2 separate regions of the Mus musculus genome follow, and region 2 is linked to region 1. The links are chromatin contacts, called in public Hi-C maps. All regions are on one chromosome and are shown on one strand. Each heading gives the region's core, a stretch centred on a gene start, on an enhancer-like site or on the middle of the called end of the contact. The rest is flanking DNA. Distances are from core to core; before and after follow the strand shown. Region 1 has its middle 110 kb from the start of Dpt. Region 2 holds the start of 4930568G15Rik (RIKEN cDNA 4930568G15 gene).

Region 1 (7,156 bases), core at 2,441-4,940:
AAACCCATACCTACCTAAATAGGGTCAGCACCTGGAGACCAAATATTCATATGTACAAGACCTATGGGAGATACCTCATCCAAACCACATCTCCTTTCAACAAGATCCAGGTAATGCTACAGAAGAGCATGATTCAAACTTCAGTGAACTGATTCCTTAAGCCTGAGCTTGCCAGTGATACAGAAATGGCAGCATGTCACTGCAAGAAAACAGGCGAGACTTTAGGAAGTGTTTGGTGTGACATGACCCCTTTTGATAGTCTTGAAAACCCCTTTTTCTCAAAAAAAAAATTAAGTATATAAAATAAAATATTATAATAGAAGACAATTATATTCAAGTGTAATTTCCAACATAAAAACAACTGCTTAGGAGTTTTTGTGTATGTGTGTGTATCTGTGTGTGTGCATGTGTGTGTATATATGTTTGTGTGTGTGTGTGTCTATGTTTGTGTGTGTCTGTAAGTATGTTTCTGTGTGTGTCTGTCTGTCTATGTGTGCATGTGTCTATGTGTCTGTAAGTATGATTCTGTGTATGTCTGTCTGTGTATTTTCTATATACCTGATGATTCCCATAGTTTCAACATAATGATAAAAAGGCACAAACATTTTAAATAACTCTTACAATGGTAATGGAATAAGGCTCAGAGTAGTTACAAAGTGACCATCAGAATTTTGTTATCTGTATTTATAGAGAAGGATAATAATGAATCTTCATTTGAGATTAGCAAAAATAACATTGTGAATTTTTTTTCACCCGAGTTCACACAGCCAGTGTTAAGAATTTCTCATTTAAATGTGTGGGAGGTCGTTTCTTACACTCCAATGTACTTGGGAAAAAACCTAGATGCTAGAATAAGCTCTAGAGTCTTGGATACCAAAATAGAGAGATGTTTGCAGTCTACAGTCTATAATGTGTGCATGCAGTGTTCTTGGGATAAAAAAAAAAATCAAAAGAATACTCAGACATGGTCAAGAAATTTTCTAGAAAGTAGAGAAAGGTCAAAATATTCAACAGAAAGTTGTTTTCTTCAGCACTAGCACTGTCTGCGGGTGAGCTGGACACAAGAAAGATGGCATCTCTTTATTGAAGGACCAGATAAGGTTGTCGTTGTCTGTGAATTCACTTCCTCACTTACGGAGGAAGAGGCAGCAACCCCCATCTCCTTCTCTGGAATACTCCTTGTTGAGATCTTCCAAAATATTGGAGCAAATTAAACAGAATAAAATCATTTCTTATTCTCCTTTTTGAAAAATATCACAATATCTGGTGTAAAGATTAATCCTATCTCCCCCAACCTTGGAGAATATGGCCATGGTTGGGAGTCCATACAAGGAGAGAAATGTCAATTTCACTCACATGCGCTGAATTACATGCTAGAAAATTCAGTTCTTTTGAACAACAGAAAAACGCTTTTATATTTAAGCAAGCATTTGTTCTTGGGAAACAAAATGTTCAGCTCTAGTGGTTGCCACAGCAACTGCTTGGGCTAAAAATACCAGATATTCCATAAGCAGAAAAAGTATGTAGTGAGCAAGGAAGAGGAAAGAAAATGGGAAATCTCCCAGAGGAAGGTCAATGACAGAATCCAGACTCCAAAGACCAGGGAGAGCATGTATCTTGGGGACTGCTTCTTCCCATGGGGCAATATGTTTGATAGAAACCTACCGCCTCTGCACCCTTCTTTTCTATCTGCCCACAACTTTCTCTTCCCTCAGAATCACATATACTAAGTATGAGTGGTCCACCTCTCCAAAAGCATCCTTGTCAACAGTAAGGGCATATCGAGCAAGGGTAGGTAGCATTTGCAGGAGGATCATCAAAGATAAAAACCTCTTCCCATTGTTCCTGCTTTTGAGTTGTCTGGTTTTTTTAAGGAATCCTTCCAGTGAAAGAACTGTTTAGGGGCTGGGGTGACAGTAATGTGCTTATCTACCAACCAAGACTAAGTACCTGAGTTTCCTTCCCTAGAACTCACATGAAAGAAAGAGGGGGAAGCCTGACAGGGTGGCTTACGCTTCTAATCCCAGTGCTAGTGGGGAGGCAGAGACAGGCAGATGCCTGTTAGTACTTGCCAACAAGCCAGCCTGACCTGTTTGGTGAACTCAAGGCCAATGAGAGTCTTTGCCTCACAAAACAAATTCGAATTAACTGAGGAACTACCATGAAGGTTGTCCTCCAGCTTCCACATGCATATGCACAGACAGACAGACAGATAGACAGACAGATAGACAGACAGACAGACAGACAGACAGGCACACACACACACACACACACACACACACACACACACGTACTTGTACACATGTTTAATAAGAGAGAGGTCAAACAATCCATTTTTTCTCTTGCTCCAGTGTCTGATAAGCTTTGGCCAATGTTGTTCCTTCACTTGGAGATAAGTGTCTGCCCTCTTCAGTCTACTTAGCTCCTCGTTGATGCCCATTGGCAGGGTCCCCGGCTTGTTGCAGTTTCTCTTCTTAGGTCTGTTCTTTCTTGGAAACACCCCTTCTAAGAGAACTGGCACCACAGATTTCCTACATGGGCATTTATTAGTCTCACTTGCAGGCTCCTGGGATCTAGAGCTTTGCAATAAATCTCTATTCTATTCCCCATGTGCCCAGCACGGTGCCCAAACCACATTTGTTGACAAAATCTGTTCTACTCCCAAGGGGGGAAAGAGGAAGGCTGAGTGATAGGAAATATTGGATCCTGTGGTCAGTGTACAGGTCAGGGTACTAGTTATAGTTTTGTATGACTTCCTCCATACAAGAGTGCCAAGCCCAGTACAAAACCCTCAAGCCCACACGAATGTCATTCTGTTCCCAGTGCTTTGGTCTAAAGTTAGGCAGCATGCTAGAAATGACGTAATAGTCATATCCTATTCAAATACACTGAGGACTTTCAACAATGACTCTATATTCCAGGAAAAACATTAATAGGATTTGGAACCAGAAGAGCGGGTCTCAGTTTCTCGCCCACACTGTCTTTCCTAGACAAGAGGTAATAGACAACGGACCCGTGCTTAGATACCTAACTTCTTCACTTGTACAAACAGGGTATTCAGATCACATTAGCTGGCAGAATTAGTGTGTTTTGGAAAATACATTCTGTTGTACAAACCGTAGACAACACCATGAGTTAATTCTTTCTACTAAATAAATCCCCAAATGCCTTCCCTTTAATCTCCTAAACCTATTTTCATTCCCATTTCCCTAGGTTAAGGCAAGGTCTCTAAATTCTCTTAACTCCAATTAAATTAAGGGAGCCAATTTTCACAACCGATTTCATCTTAGGTTTTGTTCCTGCTGCTATGCATGATTTCTTTGCAACTCAACGTTTACTATTCCCATCATAGTATATGTAATGTATGATATAATGGCATTTTAGATTTGCATAGCAAATTTGCATAGCAGCTATAGTATATAAACCCCTCTCTCCTTACCAGAAGCAGCAAGTCCCACCTGTCCCATCAGTCACTACCTGAAATGTGAAACTCCAGGCAGGCTGCTGCTGAAACTGAAAAGAATTGGACATTGAAGTAATATACTATGAAGACAACGTGTGGTATCCAACAGCTCCTCCTACTTCCTCCCCATGTTCTTGGCAACAGCCAAGAAACATGTTCCCAGGCAGCAAGATGAAGCTGCCTCCAAAAGGTTACCCTAGAACAGTGTCTGCCTCTCAGGATCGGGCATGTCACGTCCGCATTCTACAGTGATGTGAGTTTTGGCACAGCACAGAAGAGGCTTCTGAGAGGAAGGAAATGGTGCCCTGGTGTTCAGCAGCCTCTGGGGTGCTACTTGGCACGCTCTTCAGAAGTCAATCTCTCCTAGAAGATTCTTTAACTCCCTCAGGTCACAGTGAACTTGTGCATAATGCTTTGATCCTTATTATCTTTTTAGAAAAGGGAGGCCACCATGCTTAACACACTGGCATTTTCTTGTGCCTATAGAATATGCATGATTGTGTTCAATGAGCAGGCACAACGAATATACTTAAAGCCATCTATACAAATAGCCTGCAACAGCTCAAATCTGTTTCCAAGAGTCTAATTCACACCTAGATCTTTAGGAGAATTTGAATTTCATATTGTTCGAGTATCTAGCCCATTCCAATCTCATCCTACCTCAGGAATATTAATAACTCAGGTACTTGTTTGCTAGATCTATGTATGATAACAATTGTATCTTCACTTACTTTCTAGATTATTTATAAGCATTTACTGTGGGTGACCATCATCCAGAAAGTCTTCTACTGGGAATGACATTGTCATCAGTGTTCAACTCTAGATGGTAATTGATGGAAAGTGGGAAGGAAATGGGTCCAACAGATGTTAAGAAGTCCATTAGTCTGTGCATTTGTGGTAAGCCTTTGTGTTCCAGAGTCAGCCTAGACGCTGTACCTCAGCCTTGCCATTTTCTGGCTTTATGATTTTGAGAAACATAAAATCTCTGAACATTAATGTATTCATCTGTACAATGAGAGTGACACAGGTGCTCCCCTCATTACTAAGAGACCTAAGATTCAGTCAATGCTTGACTGATCCAAAGAAGAACTTAGAAAATACCACAGAGGGTATTCAATGGACAGGGGTGGGGGGTGTAACCTTTGTCGTGTCACTTACCCATTAAACATGTGCTTGCAAAGTGTCAGGCATTGAATTCAATAAGAAGACATTAAAATATAAATAATCTCCAGTTTCAGGCCTCTGGATATCTTAGTATTTAGAGTGGTCAGTGAGGAGGTGAGGACCTAAAGAGGCCAGTGCAACACAGCAATGGTCCAGCAGATAATGTGGGCACAGCACCATCTGTGGCCACAGAGGAGTTTCCTTGACAAGTTGAAGTCTAAGATACTTAGGAAGAGGGATGTCAGAACTGGATGACAAGGAGGGTATAGTAGAGGTATGTTGGGAAATGTGACAGACAGGCATGTATCACAAACATGGAGAATTTAAAGTATTTGTACAACTGCAGTTATGATATCAGTGGCAGGAAAGAAGAAAGGCTGCATGTTCTATCATGATAGCATATTCTAAGGTCGTTGAATTTTCAAAAAGCTGCTAATACTCCAAATTTCTCTTAGTCATAAGACCATATTGTAAGTCTCTATGGTAACCACTGAAAGAATATTTAAAAGTGAATAATGAAGGAAAGTTACAAATAATAAAGATGTTTATTAACAAAAAAACAAGGAATAATAAAAATAAGCAAATAAGCATTTAAAATAGAAAAATGCATGTATTAAGATGAGAAATTGTACCCGTTACACTAAATGTGCATAGATTAATACGTGAATTAAAAAATAAAATGTATCACAAGGGATGGAAGAAGCATACACTACACTCTTTATAAAATGCATGTTTTAAATATAAAAACCTAGAGAGACTAAAAGTGAATGGATGAAAAATAATGTGACTTGGAATACTGAGTGAGTAAAATCACTTAGATGAGAATGACTTTAAGAAAAGTAGTGCTCACATCTAAATCATTTAAAATGCGTGATAAGCAGCTTTAAGACATAGATACAGACATGGAGACATAGAGATGTGTCCAAAAAGATATCTATATCTATAGTAGAATTACAACTATACATGTCTATATAGATCTCGATCTAGATGATAATACTCTACATTATTAGTATACATATTGTTAATACATACACATAAAATCTAATCAAAATGTATTACATTTTGTGTTAGTTTATAAACAATGTCTAAGCAAATTCCAAATTGTATTATTTCAAAGTATATATGTCAAACCATAGTGGATTTAGGTGAAAATAATAGTACAGATATTTTTTAGAAGTTTCTCAGATTTATAGGAATTTATCAGTATTCCCTCAAACAACCACTAGTTCAGAAATGTAATTGCAACAAAAAAAAAATAAGATATTTTAAAATAAATAAATAGAAAAGCATAAAAACATAGCTATTGAGGTAAAACCAAAATGGCACTTATAGCTAAATATAATTATATGCCTTAAAGTGTACACAATGAAAAATAGTAAGAGCTAGCATAAATAAGTTCTAAAAAAGAGCAAGCTAAAAGAAAATATCTTCAAATTAAACCTAAAGGAAGAGAAAAAGGAAATAAAACATAGCAACAATGGGAAGCTGAGTCTAGACTGAGGAAGTGGGTCTGTGTCTGGGGGATGGGGTCTAGGTGGCAGGTGAATATCCTCTCCCCTTAATCTTTATATTTCTCTCAAGTGGATGGTTGGAAAAAGGTCATTGCTGATTGGGGAAGGGGAGCCACATTACCCTTGGCTACTCCCTGTCTTGCTTGCTTCTTGGATGACCACAAAGTGAACAGCCTCCTCCACCTCATATTTCTGTCACTCTGAGCTGCTGGGTGAGCCTTGCTTTCTGCCATGCTATCTCCACCATGATGGATTGAAACTTCCTGAAATCATGATCCCAAGCCTACTTTCAGCCCTAAATTAATTCTCTTCAAACCTCACTCTCACTCATTCACTCTCCCCATTTCTGTGGAGCCCTGTGCCGTGCACCTCATGGGGTCGCTCTGTACTCTTTGTTTGAAGAGTTACTTTTGAATCTTTCTGATCTTGGATGTTCTTGCCCTTCTTCTTAGCTCCTCTATAATGGCTTTAACATGACAGGCTTCTTCTGTAATTAAAACCATAAGAAGTATCAGACATCCATAAGCTTCTAGATTCAGAATCTGGACTAGGACTAAAAAGTTGTTTTTATCAAAAAAGTTAATAAAACATTGCTTAAGACATTAAGTGCCCCTGGGAACAAGAACCCAGCCTCTCCTGCAAACAAAGCACTCAATGAAAGCTAAGACCTATGTATAAATGTATTTTTGTTGAAGCTTTTCCACTGGGAACTACGGAGGGCAAACCACTGTAGATAAGATGAGAACTGACCTCAGCTGACCCAAAACTCTTGCCCAAAGCACAAAACAAAGCCCCAATCAAACTCTGGACTCAGGCGAAGTTCAGGAAAAGGTCAGAGAGGGAGGGTAGGTGAGGGTGAAGATTGAGGAGTAAAAACATCAGTATGATCTCCTCTTCCTGCCCAAGAGTTGCACTGCCAGCCAGACTATCATAAGAAAGGCGCTGTGTGCAAACAGTCAAGCCCAGCTGAAGCCAACACAGACATCAGCCCACTGGATGTTTTACTTCATTCCTAAAG
Region 2 (7,156 bases), core at 1,604-4,103, 410 kb before region 1:
GTGGAAATTTATGTATGAAGCTGTAGAAGAATAATAAATTTAAAAACTTTAAAAGCAAGCAAGCAGTCTGGTTTTCCCTGATAGGCGGTCGGAACTAATTTAGCTGAGTGTGGAGGAAAGTTTGAGTTGAAGAGCATTGGGCTGGGAAATGAGGAGAGGGGCAGTGTGGTTTTCTTTCAGCTTTAGAAAGAGTCCCTTAAGATTTAAAATTATATATATATTTGTGTATGTGTGTGTGTGGGTTATGTGCATGTTTGAGTGAAGGTACCTCAGAGTCTATCCACATGATGGGTGTTGGCTTCCCAGAAGCTGTACCTACAGGTGGGTATGAGCCATCCAACCTGGGTGCTAGAAGTCAAACTCTGACCCTCTGTGAGAGCCATCTCTCCAGTATCTGGGTCTCAGATTTTTGGTTTAGCCTTTTTGAAGTTCCAGTCTTGGGGTTAGCTTGAAGGCTTAGGTCCCAGCTGTAACGGTGTAGCTGGGTCACGAGGGTACTAGGTTATCAATAGGGTAAGCCACTGGTGAGTTAATGGCTAAGTGAATTAAAAGGAGATGGGGTCTAGCTGGAGGAAAGGACATCTTATTCTCAGATCCTTCCTTCCCAGACTTCTCTGTTTCACAGCTGTCCGGGGGGGGGGGGCAGCTTTCCAACTCTACATCCCTCTGACATGATGCACTTACCACAGGCCCAGAAACATAGCCATGCACTGCAATGTCAAATGCTGTGGGCCAAAATAAATCTTATTTCCCAAAAATCAATTTCTCAGGGAGTTTTCCCACACTGACAAGTCATGTCTAATATGCCCTTTGAGCAGAAGCTAGTGTTAGCCCATGGCCAGCATTCCCACATTCAATGGCACAAGATCAAGGGAGAAGCTGAAGTGTAACCTGCTTTCCTCATACCAACCTGCTGTGGTCGTCTGGAGGAAAGACAGCACCAACACCACTAGTACATTTCTTTTAAGATGCATTTTATTTTAAATTATGCGTGTAATTGTCTGTGTAGGTATGTGAATGTTTGAGTGCAGATACCTATGGAGTCCAGAAGAGGGTGTGCAACCCCCTGGAGTTGTAGTTCCAGGTAGTTGGGAGCTGCCCAGCATGTGTGCTGGGAACCAAGCTCAGGCTATCCACAAGAGCAGTACATGCTCTTAACCACTAGGCCACCTCTCCATCCAATCCCAGTTGTGACAGGGTTTCTCTGTGTAGCCCTGGCTGTCCTGGAACTCGCTCTGTAGACCAGGCTGGCCTTGAACTCAGAGATCCCAAGTGCTGGGATTAAAGGCATGTGCCACCACGCCTGGCCTGACACGCTTTACTGTGTCTTATTATTTTGCTCTAGTTTGAGCAAGTTTTGTGTTCAGATTTGGACCCAGGTGTGCTGTCCTTAAGAACCCAAAGTCCTCAATGGCATACATAGTCTCATTGGCCTATCCTTGTTGGCTATAAGGCTGTCTGGGTTAATGCCCCCTGCTATAACAGAGAAGTGACATTCCAGCTCCCCAGCACAAATGATGTTTAGTTTGGTTCACAAAACAGTGAAGGACCACGTTCAACACAGTGACACAGGAACCTAAAACTCCTGCTTTCACTTCTGCCATCATAGGAAAGAGAAGGGGGGAGAAAGGACAGAGATAGCCTCATTCTGGTCTGTAAAGGAACCACTCAGTTCTGAGTCCTTTTGTAGAGACCAGCCATATGGGGGTAGGTGCTAGGAACTGTGGTTTGAATATGGGTCCTTTCCCTTAAAGGTCCACGCATTAAAGGCATGGTACCTGGGGTGGTGCTATTTGTAGGTGCTGTAGACTTCTAGGGCTAGGTCCTTAGGTCTCTGGGAGATTGTGGTTCTCTTCCTACTTTCTAGAGATGGAATGTAGGTAATGGGTTTAGCTGAGAGATCGCCTCCTCTAAAACTGGTTCATATGATAGATAGGAACACCCATTAAGCTACTTTTGGAACCTAAATCTCTTGTTTTTCTCGTCTTCCACAGGGTCTGAGAAGAGAACCACGTCAGTATTACTTTTTTTTTTTTTTTAAAAGAAAATCCAACTCACTTCCGGGTTTGAAAACCTACCCGTCCCTGGGACAACCCCCCCCCCCCCCCCGCCCAAAAAAAAAGCCTGCCTCTCACTCGGTTCCCTGATGTTTCTCACCGAGGCAGAGGCAGCTGCCCTCTGTCTTTCCCAATAAATACCTTGTGTGTGTTCTTGTCATGCGACATTGGACAAGGGGGGAGGTTCTTATGAGAAACACATTCTTAGGTTGCTTTGTAGTTGTGTGGAAAACCAAGAGCACTGGCGTTAACATGGCTACAATGTCATTAGGAGCCACCGGTTATATTTTGCTCATTGGTGACTGAGGTGTCTGTTTTGTGGCATGTGACTGGAGCAAGACTGTGTTTAGACATTATGTTAAGCATAAGGTGGGAATGGGCGAGAAGAGGATTTCATTTATCTTTGGTTAAATTTGCCCATTGGTGCTTTGGGGGTGAGCATAAGCTATCCCTTAGTGTCCCTTCCTTTCCTCTTTCTTGGAATCCCAAAGCAAAGTCGCAGATAAATGGGCACAGAGACATTCAGGACTCCTTCCTCACTTCCCTCTTAAGAGGTCGCAGATGATTTTGGCCAGAGGGTGGCCAGGACTCCAAGGTAAGTGTAATAAAGACTGCGCCCTCTCTTCCGCCTTTGGGTGAGAAGGGTGGGGGTGGGAAGACCGCTCACAGGGAGCTCAGCAACTCAGGGAATCAAAAAACCTGAAAGCCAGGGGAGGAGCTGAGCAGGGGCGGGGTGGGGGCTGTGTTGGTGAAGGCAGCAGCTTCCTTGCGGAGGTGTCCTCCCTCAGTGACGTCAGAGGCGGCTGCCGTTGCCCTGGTAACTTCACCTGATCCGGGGCGGTGAGTGTATGTGCTGATTTCAAGGCTCTCTCCTTTAATGAGGAAGAGCTAAAAATGAATCTCACTATCCCATAAAAAGCATGGTAATCAAAGGCGTTACTACCCGGTACTAGGCGTGTGTGGGTGAAGACAGCCGGGGGCGGGGGAGGGTGGATGATGCTGGAAGGACCTGAAGGACATGTAGGGGACCAGATTTCCTTCATAGAATCAGTTAATGAAAAAGGGAAGCGTGGGTTCATCTTCTAACAGAGTTCTTCATTTCCACCGTTTCTCAGGAAGTTTCCTGTTGAGCCATGTTGTGTATTATCCTGGAGTCCTGCTCTAGAGCCAATTGCTCTGGAACTATTACAGAGCTGAAAATCATGAGAAGCCAGTGCAGTGGAGACCCCGGAAATTCATCCTCACATCATAGGGCTTCTCATCTATTCCCCTTAAATGAGTGTGCACTCCCTAGTCTCTAGATGCAGAAAAGGTCGAGTTTATGATTTTTATACATGAGAGGCATGCATTGGCACCACAGACTGTCCCACCACATGGATAGGAAGCTCCGCATCCTTCTGGCTGTGAGATCTTGGCCCAGCTAACTGCCATGTCCGAACTTGAGGGGCTTTTCAAAATTTGAAGTCCGCTCCACAGAACTTTAAGGAAATACTGACCCGATGCATGCAGTGTGCTTAGCACATGATAGGTACTCAAACTCATGGAAGCTATTTTTTTTCCCCATTTGGAACAATTCTTAAAATGTACCTGGTCTGTTGCAGATATTAGCATACACTAAGGCTTTAAACAAATTAGGAAAAAATAGTGTTTTCCGTTGGCAGAGAAAATGACAGAGGGTTTTCCCTTGATCCTAATGTGACCCTGTGCGGGCTCTCAGGAGTGCACGGCCTTCTCATGGGCATACAGCAGGCCTGGATCTGACCCCTTTAGAAGGCTCCAAAAAGACTATCTCAGAGTCCAGTGCTTTGAAATGCCTAGGTCTTTGAACTAAAACAGTTACAGAGTCTGTCTCCCTGACCCCATGTTCCAGGAGAGGTGAAGGGCTTGCCTTTCATCTGTCCTCTTAGCAGTATAGTAGGTGTGCACCCTTGACCCCAACAGTCTCCCCAAGAAGGAAGATCAGTTTGCAATGGAAACTGGAAGAGACCATACCCAAAGCCCAAACAAACTATCCCCAGGCATGTGCCTTTTTTTGGTTCACTGATGCCCTTTAAAACTCATTTAGCAGTGGCTGAGGAGATGGCTCAGTTGGTAAAGCACTTGCTATGCAAGGATAAGACCTGAGTTCTGATCCCAGCATCCATGTAAAAGCTGGAGCCTGCAGTGTGCCTGTGACCCCAGTGTTAGGGAGACAGAATCTCTGGGACTCTCTGGCTAACTAGGCTAGCTAAATGGCCATGTTTCAGGTTCAGTGAATGACTGTCTCAAAACACCAAGTGCAGAGTGATTGAGAAAGAGCCTGATGTCCCCACCTCTGGTCTCCATATGCACATACACAAGAACTCATGCATATGAACACACACACACACACACACACACACACACACACACACTGTAAGAGACAGGGTTTGAAATTCCCATAGCTGTGACTATGGGAGCCAGGTGAAAGTTCAGTATGTGGCTCCATCTTCTGTCACAGGCCTGCCATCTGCCAACACCTATGATTTGTAAGTTTCAGGTGGTAATTCCAGCCTGCTTTTCTTGTCTGTTTGTTGTTACTAATGTGATTACTTCTCGTGATGTGGTCCTTGTTGAGCTGTGGGCTTATTGAGAGTGATGGAGAACTTGTAAGACTTTGCTGTCATTTCTGAAGCCCATGGGGGCTGCTCAGTGCTGGCTCACTGGGGCTGTTTTCTGTAGTGGAATGCATCAAGAAGAACATTAGAGTAATTTCCTTAATAATAATTTCATGAACTATGATAAAGATGACTCTTTTCAGGGGGTTTATGTCCTAGTGGGCGAAGTGGAAAAAACACCAAGTGTCATATGATCTTGTATGTGCCTAGCTATCTTTGAACGGTGGGTATTCTATATACAAACTCTGGAAGAGACAAAGATTGTCTCTGGGGACTTTGTCTTGTTTCTGTCAGGTGTTAACTGATGACATATCACCTTACTCTTGTTGAGCGTGAGATGATTCAGAGCTATTTTTAGGACTTGTGGGAAGCTGTGTAGCTCTTACTCACTTTTTTTTCTAATTGGAGACAGGCCTTCATTTTTCCCCCTTCCAAACAATGGCTTTCCAAAGATGTCTGCCATGTTTTGATGTCCAGAATGTCCCCTCCCTACATCCCAGGAGCTAAGGACTAGTTAGGCAAGCCCTCTGCCACTGAGCTAAATCTCCAACCCCTGATGTCCAGATTGTGAATGTCTTAGGTTACACGGCGAAGGGGCGCTGAAACTACAGATGGAGTTAAAGTTACGAATCTGCTGATCCTAGATTGGAAAGTGACAGTGGGTTTTCCGGGTTGTTCTAGTCTAATCACAGGGCTCTTCCAAGTGGCTGAAGGAGGCAGGAGTGGAGAGGCTTTCAACCTGCTACTGCTGGCTTTGAAGACAGAAAAAGTGTACTACACAGGCAATGCCGGCACCTGTTTCTGAAAAAGGCACCCAAGGAGCCCCCAGAAGACAGAAGCCCTGCAGTCTTTCTGGTTTACTCATGTCAGACTTCTAACCTACAGACAGTGTGACAGTAAAGAAGTGTGTTCTTAGCCATTAGATTAGTGGTGACTTGTTGCTACAGGAGACTAATGCAAGGGACTCTTTCCTTTTATTGAAAATAATTGTTTTTATGCAATATACTCTTATTACTGTTTCCCCTCCCCCTACTCTTTCCAGTGTCTCCCCAACCACCTCCTCTCTGGATCTATAGCCTTCCTGTTTCTCTTTAGAAAATGAATAGGTATCTAAGGCATAATAATGCAATAAAATATAATAAATAAGATAAATAAAAACAAACAAATTAGATTTTGACAAAACAACCATTCAAGAAATCTAGCCAAAGAAAAAGCAGGTGGAGCACACAGAGACAACAAGACACACGCGAGTGCACACACTGGAGTCCCAAAACCCCAAACCAGAAGTCATAATAGAAACTCAAAGGATCTGTAAGGTGGGGGAAAAAAAGTGCCTGACTTAACAAAGAACTTCCCAAGATGCCATCTGGTTAAATTTGTGTTGGCTACCTACTGCTGGGCCATGGGGCATATCCTTAAGAATTGTTTGTTGCCCCGGTGGGGCTCTCTTGGAGAAAACTAAGTTTTTATTTGCAAGTGGCTATAAATTGGAGCTAGTTTCTGGGTTAAGGATGGGGCACATATCTGCCTCTCTTTAAGTTCTAGGATAGCATCTAGTGTAGACCTGTGCAGGCCCTATGCTACCTCAGTCTCTGTGAGTTTATATGTGCACAAGCCCATATGGTGTGTCTAGAAGGCCTTGATTCCTTGATGTCTCCCATGCCCTCTGCCTCTTAAATTCTTTCTGCTTCCTCTTCTGCAGAGTTCCCTGAGCCCTGAGGTAAGGGATCTGATAGAGACATCCCTTTAAGGGTTGAATGTTCCAAGGTCTCTTACTCCATGCAGAATATCTGGCTGTGGGTCTCTATTTTGTTCCCATTTACTGGAGGAAGAAACTTCTCTGGTGATTGCTGAGCAAGGCATGGATCTATGAGTATAGCAGAATGTTGTTAGGGGTCATTTTATTGCTACATCCCTTTAGCGGGTTTTCTCTTTGGTCCTTGGCTATCAAGGCTCGGGTTCTTGGCCACCCAAACAGCGTTGGGTATGGGGTCTATTTTGGGGAGTGGGCCTTAAATCTAATTAGATATTTGGTTGGTCACTCCTATAAGCTTTGTGCTACTGTTGTATCACCATGTCTTTCGGGCAGGCCACTCTTATAGATAGAAAGTTTTGTGGCTAGGTAGTGTTTACCTTTCTCCTTTGGTAGAGTACTGTCTATTACTATGAACACTAGACCACAGGGATGAAGCCTCTAGGTAGGCACCAACCTGACTTCTCCATGTTTAATGAGCTGTACAGGTATTGTCTTCAGCAATGGGGGCTTGCAATCAGTTTGTGGAGAACTGCTAGTAGATTTGGCAATAACCTGGGTTGTTTGGGAGTTCCCATGGGACCTCCTTGTCCATGAACTTGGTTGGATGTTGTATTAGTCAGGGTTCTCTAGAGTCACAGAACTTATGGATAGTCTCTAGATAGTAAAGGAATTTATTGATGACTTACAGTCGGCAGCCCAATTCCTTA

The links. Hi-C and Micro-C count contacts between places; a contact is called where the count stands out from the background.
Region 2: a Hi-C map of cortical neurons shows a contact between it and region 1, with 2.4 times the contacts expected there. The contact joins the promoter of 4930568G15Rik here to the enhancer-like site in region 1. A contact is called at or near these places in 1 of 39 promoter capture datasets (the SN4741 cell line) and 2 of 484 Hi-C or Micro-C datasets (cerebral cortex and cortical neurons).

What each region holds. Positions count from the first base shown.
Region 1 is chr1:164,678,310-164,685,465 of GRCm38.p6, reverse strand. No RefSeq gene overlaps it. Among named protein-coding and RNA genes, the nearest start is that of Dpt, 110 kb to the left of the region's middle. Within about 2 kb of position 3,690, at least 25 of the 459 cell types and tissues checked have an H3K27ac peak or open chromatin away from gene starts, as enhancers often do. A contact at or near this core is called in cerebral cortex and cortical neurons, where this site is marked.
Region 2 is chr1:165,087,627-165,094,782 of GRCm38.p6, reverse strand. 4930568G15Rik (RIKEN cDNA 4930568G15 gene) reads left to right here and starts at 2,853. Exons shown (of 5, transcript NR_040480.1): 1 at 2,853-2,897.